Regions from separate parts of the Mus musculus genome. Here region 1 is linked to region 2. Evidence: chromatin contacts called from public HiChIP or PLAC-seq data. All regions are on one chromosome and are shown on one strand. The core of a region is the stretch at or near the end of the contact, and the rest is flanking DNA. Distances in the headings are between cores, read along the strand shown.

What was found. HiChIP or PLAC-seq counts read pairs in DNA pulled down with a chosen protein or histone mark.
Region 1: an HNF4G HiChIP or PLAC-seq map of pancreatic cancer cells shows a contact between it and region 2. The contact joins two enhancer-like sites. A contact is called at or near these places in 2 of 484 Hi-C or Micro-C datasets (bone marrow-derived macrophages and liver), 1 of 115 datasets of contacts at active chromatin or transcription factors (pancreatic cancer cells) and 2 of 9 other capture datasets (adipose tissue and liver).

The regions. Positions count from the first base shown.
Region 1 is chr10:44,093,551-44,097,530 of GRCm38.p6, forward strand. The region is part of intron 1 of Crybg1 (crystallin beta-gamma domain containing 1); the gene reads right to left. Among named protein-coding and RNA genes, the nearest start is that of Crybg1, 53 kb to the right of the region's middle. Within about 2 kb of position 1,426, at least 21 of the 459 cell types and tissues checked have an H3K27ac peak or open chromatin away from gene starts, as enhancers often do. A contact at or near this core is called in pancreatic cancer cells, where this site is marked.
Region 2 is chr10:43,941,768-43,945,326 of GRCm38.p6, forward strand. The region is part of intron 8 of Rtn4ip1 (reticulon 4 interacting protein 1); the gene reads left to right. Among named protein-coding and RNA genes, the nearest start is that of Gm40636, 25 kb to the right of the region's middle. Within about 2 kb of position 2,189, at least 51 of the 459 cell types and tissues checked have an H3K27ac peak or open chromatin away from gene starts, as enhancers often do. A contact at or near this core is called in pancreatic cancer cells, where this site is marked.

The DNA of each region.
Region 1 (3,980 bases), core at 176-2,675, 150 kb after region 2:
GAGCATGTGACATCTTTTCATTTTTCAAAGAGAACATAATCCTGATTGTCAAGCTGTAAGTGGTGATATAGCCCACACAAAAACAGGAAATAGAAGAAAATGTAAGAGACACACTGTTGTCAAAGAGTGAAGTTTCAAGGCCACCACCTCCAGCAGGCTTACAAATGAGTGTTTCTATTCCCCTAAGTCTAAAACACTGAAAACCTCCACAAGAGAAGCTGTTCTACAACCAGGCTCACAGCCAGCTCAGCTTTGTTTTAGAGCATCATTGAACATCCTACACTAACAAACAAGGGAAAGAATACCCATTCATTTGGTATCTTAGGTTTCAATGCTGTGAAAAGACACCATGACCAACGTAACTGTTATAAAGGAAAACATTTCATTGGGACTAGCTTACAGTTTCAGAGATTCAATCCATTATCATCATGGCAGGAAACATGGCAGCATGCAGGTAGACACAATGCCAGGAAAGCAAAGAGTCCTACATCTTCATCCACAGGCAACAGAAGGGGACTGACTTCTGCAGGCAACCAAGAGGAGGTTCTGATTCCACACTGGGAGGAACTGGAATATAGAGCCCGCCTACATAGTGATACACTTCCTCCAAGAAGGCCACATCTACGCCAATAAGGCCACACCTCCCAACAGTGCCACTCCCTATGGCCAAGCATTCAAACATAAATTTATGGGGGCCAAATCTATTCAAACCACCACCTTTGGTAAAAAGCCAGAGAAGCTGTTAGCCCTCAGATAACCTGATTGAACACTGCCACAGGTATCCTTCAAGCCCTCTCAGGCTTGCCAGGCTTGTCTAGAATTCAAAATGATGCTTTATACATCACTGGAGTACAATGGACCAAAGGACGGATACCCTTGCTTCATAACAAACATTTCCAATGTCCTTAAAATGGGAATGTAATTTGGTGTCAGAACAGCTCTGTGCTGCATTTGATGGTGTCTGGGCTAAAGAATCTCTCTGTTGTTATGACTCAATTCTTCACTAGGAAATGTGCTGACAGTATAACAGCACCCTCCTAAGATGTAAACAAAGCTCAGCATGGTGGTTCATGCCTGTAATCCCAGCATTAGGAGGTTGAGGCAGGAGGATTGTCATGAGTTCAAGGCCAGCCTAGGCCACACAGTGAGTTCCAAGCGAGCCTTAGTTATAGAGGGAGGCTGTCCCTCAAACACATACCTACAAACTCCCAACCCCCAAACCAAAAGTACATTAGGTATAACTTTGGTATGTATTTAGAGGCCAAATCATGAGGAGCATGGGTGAAAGGAGGGGTGCAAACCAGCAGGACATGGGAAGAATACAACCTAGAGATGACAGGATGGGCTAGCTTGACAGCATGGAGATGTTAAAAGATAGTCAGACCCTAGGCATGCGGACTGCAGGATGAGGGAGTAGAACTGGGAGCTGAGCCAAGACCTATGCACTGTAAACAGACACTCTTCCACTGAGCCATGCCTCCAGGTCCTAGACATGCCTCCAAGTGGAATGTTTTCCATGGCAGTTATAAAACTCTTCCTGAGTCATCATGCCATTCAGATTTACCAAGATGGAGAACACGGGGAGGAGAATATGGGGGAAATTCAGGAGTGGGGTTTTGGGCATGTTATGTTAGAAAGACAAGAAACCCTGTGTGGTGGCACATACCTATGTAATTTCAGTCCTTGGGAGGTGAAGGAAGGAGGATTAGTGCTTAAGATCATCTCTGGCTACACAGTGAGCTTGAAACCAGTTGAAGATACATAGGATCAAAGAAAGGGGTGTAGGCATGTCAGGCATGCTGGTATGCATCTTTAATCCCAGCCCGTTGGAAGTTCTAGGCTAACCAGAGCTACAGAGTGAAACACTGTGGTAATTTGAATGAGAAAGTACCCACAGGCTCATATTCTTGATGATGATGATGATGAACTGTTTGAAAGGATTAGGAGGTGTGTCACTTGGAGTGGGCTTTGAGGTTTCAAAAGCTCAGTAGGTGCAGTCTCTCTGTCTGTCTCTGTCTATCTCTCCCTCTACTTCCCCACAATCCCCTGCAACCAGATGATCATATGTGAGATCTCAGCTAGATGATCAGATGCCATGCCCACCTGCCTGCCACCATGCTCCCTGCCACCTATGCTCATGGACTCACCCTCCAAAACTATAAACCCAGCTGCCAAGTAAATGCAAGGCATTTGCCTTGCAGAACACCAAGGAAGGAGCTGGCAACCGTGTTAAAGAAGGAACTGTGTTAAAGCATGTGGACACTTTACAATGAGGTCAAAACATGAACTTGACAGCCTGGAATAAATGTCAGCCCCCTTTGTTTCCTTAGCCCATAGAAAGAAATCACGGGCGGGACTCTGGACCCAGCTCCCCACTCCGCCTCCATGGAGACAGAAACTGTCCTGGTTGGCAAGTGTGAGCAGAATTCACCTGGCAGGCTTGCTCAACCTCTTCCTCTTGGGAGCCAGGGGCATTCTTCTCTGCTTTCCCAGGGGCAGGCTGTGCTCAAGCAGAGACACCTGAGCTTTCCTGGTTTGTATAGAGCCTGGGCAAGAAAACAGTGCCACACCCGTTGGTGACCTCAGGAGGCTTGCAGGAAGCTTCAGAGGGGTGAGATGGGGGTGGATTTAAGGGGTGAAGGAGACAGTAGCATCAACAATCCTTTTGTCCAGGTTTTCTGTAAGAGGGTCAGAGAAATGAGATGTTGGGTCTAGAAAGAGTGAGTGTCTGCAAAAGACAGTGGACATGACAGCAGACTTGGGGTAGGAATGATGCCATGGGTGCAGACAGCTAATGATGTGGGAATGGCCCAAAGAAATCCTTAAGCAACAGAGAGAGTATGGAGCCAAGAACACAGTGTGGAGGTCTGGCTTTGGACAGGAGCATGGGCACCCCTGGTAAAGGAGCAGAGTTGGGAAAAGGGTACAAATGAAGGTATGTTGGTGGCAGAAGGAAGGGTTCAAGATTCCTATATGACTGATTTCCATTTTAGGGTAGTAAGAAGCAAAATTATAATGGAATGGAGTGTGAGGTTTAAAAGGTTGAGAAAAAAATAAAAGCACAAGGAAATGGAGGACTGAAGGGATATACAGCAAGACATTTCGATCTGCTCTCAGTCCCATTTGGCACTGTGCTCAGAAACTCAGACTGACACCAGCCAGCGTGGTTGTGAGTTGTATCCCCAGTCACCTTCAGTTAGAGGACTGTTTGTCAGCATTGCATCTCTCTCAGATGACCATAAGATACTGGGCAAGGAAGCTGAAGCTGTGTATGAAGTAACAGACCCAAGTCCTACAATGGAGAGACCCAGTAGAAACAATAGAAAAAGCACAGTTCAAGGGTGTGGTGGTTTGAATATGCTTGGCCCAGGGAGTGGCACTATTGGGAGGTGTGGCCTTGTTGGAGTAGGTGTGGCCTTGCTGGAGGAAGTGTGGGGGTGAGACCCTCCTTCTAGCTGGCTGTGAACCATTCTTCTCCAGTTTGCCTTTGGAACATGATGTAAAAGTCTCTGCTCCTCTAGTGCCATGGCTTCTTGGATGCTGCCCTGCTCCCACCATGATGATAATGGACTGATTCTCTGAACCTGTAAGCCAGGCTCAGCTAAATGAGAGTTTCCTTGGTCTTTTCATAGCAATGGAAACCCTAAGTAAGACAGAGAGCCAACTATGGGTTTTGGAGATGATGAAAGATCCTGGGAGTAACAATGGACATGGTGGAGGTGACAAGGGGGACAGCAGAGAGAAGCCAAACTCCAGGAGGAGCTGTCAGCAGGGATGCAGAACTGCCAATGGCATGCCTGGGATAGTGCTGGACAGAGAGGTACTGTAAGGACTGAGGTCCTCATCCAGGAGGGAGTGAGCCGGGAGAGGTGGGGTGAATAGCAGGGGCTGTGTGTCTCTACAGCTCTGTGCAGGAGGTGGGAGGGCAGCAGACTGGAAAGCATGATAAGGAGCCAGGAAAACATCTCTGTGGAGGTGAT
Region 2 (3,559 bases), core at 939-3,438:
AGCCCCTTTTAGCCTTTTGTGTATCCTTATCTGCATACTTACATTCCCCATACAAGTTTTTTGTTGGTTTTGTTTTGAGACAGGGTCCTGGTTGTCCTGGAACTCACTCACTATGTAGATCTGGCTGTCCTGGAACTCACAGAGTTCCAGCTTTCTGAGTGCTAGGATTAAAGGCATGCACTACTATGCCTGCCTATGAAAAGTTTAAACCCCTTTAATGTCATGTCCTTAATGCTCATGGGTCTCTTCAGAATTCTAGTTGACCATTCAAGCTTGACTGAGCAGTGGCATAATCTTCCCCGAGTTCTATTTCATGCTTGCTGTGAGCCGTCACCTCCCGTCAGCACTATCCACAGAGCTTTCTATAGTGGTGGAAAAGCCTGGTCAGTAGCAGCCACTGAAGCACTTACAACCATGGAGGATTAGGGTTGTGGCTAGTGCAACTGGGAGACTGTGGCTAGTGCAACTGGGAGACTGGCCTTTTCAGTGTGGTCACTTGATTGATTTAACTAGTCACATGTGTCTAGACATGTAGCTTTGAAAGAGAATGCAGAGAGTTCTGAGATAGGTGATTTCCCATGTATGGCCAAGCTACCTTAATAGTAGACCATGATCCAAGCCTCAAGCTTCATACTGTGGCTGGATCCTGCTCCATTGGATCCTGACAACCACTCGAAAAGCTTACCAGATACCCCAGCATCTCATCCTGTAGGCTCGATGCTTCTGGGCTCTTTTTATTTTCTTGTTTATTTTTGCCTTGGTTTTTGCTTTTTGTGTTTGTTTTTTTAAACAAGGTTCCAGGTCTCAGTACGTAGCCCAGGCTGCCCTTGAATTAATATGCTCTCACACCTAGCCCCTGGCTTTGGGGTCACATATGTGACCATCATGCTGGCTTTGCTGATTTTTATTACCAAGCTCTTGGAACTGTTTCTTCCACTTGCCTGGCTGGAAGGGACTGCTTTCTGGACGCTCTCCTGGTGGGTACGTCTGTTCTCTTGGAGCACAGCTTCACCCACCATCCTGCTCCTTTAATGTTCCTTTCTGAGCACAGGAAGTGCCTGAGAAACAGCAAGCTGGAACAAAACTCCCCTCTTCCTGTTGTCTTATTATCCCTGGAGATTGAGAACCACCTTCCTCCTGACATTGACATTGACAGGCCTGGGAAGTCCTGGGCTAACAGAAACTGGGGGTGGCCATCCCAGCCATGGCCCTGGGACTATGGTCCTGTTGGCATTCCAGGGGTGTGGATTTGGACTCATGCCAGGAGCTCTTGAGTCTTCCTTGCTATCTGCCATCTGTTGGTCTGTCCTCATGTACCTTACCTTCTGAAAATTTCAGTTCTGTGCCTAGGGGATGTGCCTGCAGAGGACGAGGCTGTGGAGTTTGGGAAAAGTGGACAGACTAACTCCCCAAACACCTTCATGTCATCTGGCAGCACAGTCAAGGACCCCAGGTCCTCACTCTGGCTGTAATCCTGAATCCTTTGGCTTTGCATGGACTACTGGAGCACTTGGGTTTCAGCTTCGTGTTGTAAATACTCAAACACTCATCCCCTGTAGCTCTTCCTGCCCCTCAAAGGCTTGCCCAGTGGCTGCTAAGCAGCAATGCTGTGCGTGGTGAGCTCATACCTAGGGAGGGTCCCATCTTAAAAGGATGCCAGGCGGCAAGTGCTAGATCCTGGGTTCTGTTTAAGGGAGGGAAGTGCGCTCAGGAGACCCCACATGTGGCTCCCACACTGAGTAAGGGCTGCTGCTGTTTCCTGGTCACCTGTGAGCCCTGAGTGTCTGAGGTGCCTATGTAGTGGGAAGTGTGGCTTTGCCTGCTTTATAACTGGGCTCCCCTTGCCAAATGCACTATAGCTGTGTCATCACATAATGTCCCACTTCACTGTGAGTAACCTTTCTGTCCCCTCTCTGGAGTTAACTCTGATCCCTTTGTCTTTAACAGACAGGCATTCTAGGTCCAGTGTGTGGCTGTGCGTGGACACCGTCTCACATTATGCAGCTAATCTCCCCATACTGTCACAGATCCAACCACTGGGGGCATTTGCTTGACTGTAGTTTGAAAGCCTTTTTTCCCCATTGTCATTTACGGGAATTGATAAATGACTCATTATGCCGTGGTCAGCCCTTTCCTGCTCTTTGTCACAAAGGGCCTGCCCAGTCAGATTAAAGTGCACAGACACCACAAGTTGCCCAGTCAACAGGTCAGCTTCTGTGGCTTTGGCAGAGGGCACTGAAGTGAGGCTGGCTTGATGGCTCAGGCAATGGATTCTGGAGTGGAGGCTGTTTGTGAGCCTGCTCTAATCTAGTGATTTACAGGCAGGAGGCTTTGTGAGCTTTGAAGAAGGCAGGGCTATGTGGATGGTAGTGTCTCGTGTATACGAATAAAGCAAAAAAAGGTCATATATTCCCTCAGAAGTGTGTACATACCTTTCTGGAACGTACTCAGTCTGATTGCACTGTACCAAGAGGCTCTGGGGAATGTCTTCCGTATGCTTGCAGGCCATCCATTTATGAACTAAATGGCATTGGGTAACGTGTCCCTGGAGCTCTCAGGGGAGTGAAGGGTTTAGAGTTCATGTGGAACACAACACGGCCCAGTGCCTTCCTTTCTCTTATGAGAGGAGGCAGCTCAGCCCTTAGCATGTTTCTGCAGTGCTGTGCAACGGTCTGGGGTCCTGCTCAGTGCTGGCAGTCATCAGTTAGTAGTACTCTCTATAAGCAGTCTCTCACTTCATCTGTCATCTTGGGGGGCTGAATGCAGCTTTAGAGACCAGCTCTTCAGCTGACGTGTGGAAGGAAGGTTAGGGTTCAGTTGTGATAACTCACTGTAATCCCTGGCCACCTTTCTGCTCCTTCCTGGGTGGAGGTGAAAATCATCAGATGGTAGTGACAGGCAGTGACAGGCCTGTGCAGTAGAGAGAGCAGCGGCAGTGACATCAGTTGAGTCCTGCCACTCGGCACAGTAACTCAGCTCTGTGCTGCAGAATGTCAGAAGAAAGGACCATCACCTACCCGAAGGTTTGTAACTTGGGGGCTTCCCTCCCTCCAACAGTGACGGTGCTTCCCACTTGTGCTGTGACTCTGGGCTTGCAGACTCGTGGGTACAGAAGAATCTTCATCTCTGGGGAGCCTGAGCTCTGACAGTCACATCAGAGGAAATTGCACCAGATGCACCTGAATGTCCTAAACCTTCTCATCCTTTGTCAGAGGAAGAGACTCATTCAGGCTCTGAGTCAGGGTGTGCCTCGTGGCAGCTGATCCTTGTCAGTGGAGCTGTGAGAAGCTGTTCAGGGAGGTGGCCAGGGACAGTGACTGTGTCTGCTGGACATTTGGGAGGAGGAATTGAGGTGGATTTCTGCAGAGAGAGGGTGTTGCTGGGACCTGCTCTCAGGAGGCTTCTGTCAGTACTGAGGCACTGTACAGATAGCTGGCAGTACCCAGACCCTCTGAGGTGGCTGGGCTGGCGTTCCTCAGCCTGTACATGGTTAGCATTCTTCTTCTTCTTCTGCTGCTGCTGCTGCTGCTGCTGCTGCTGCTGAGAGGAAGGAATTCCC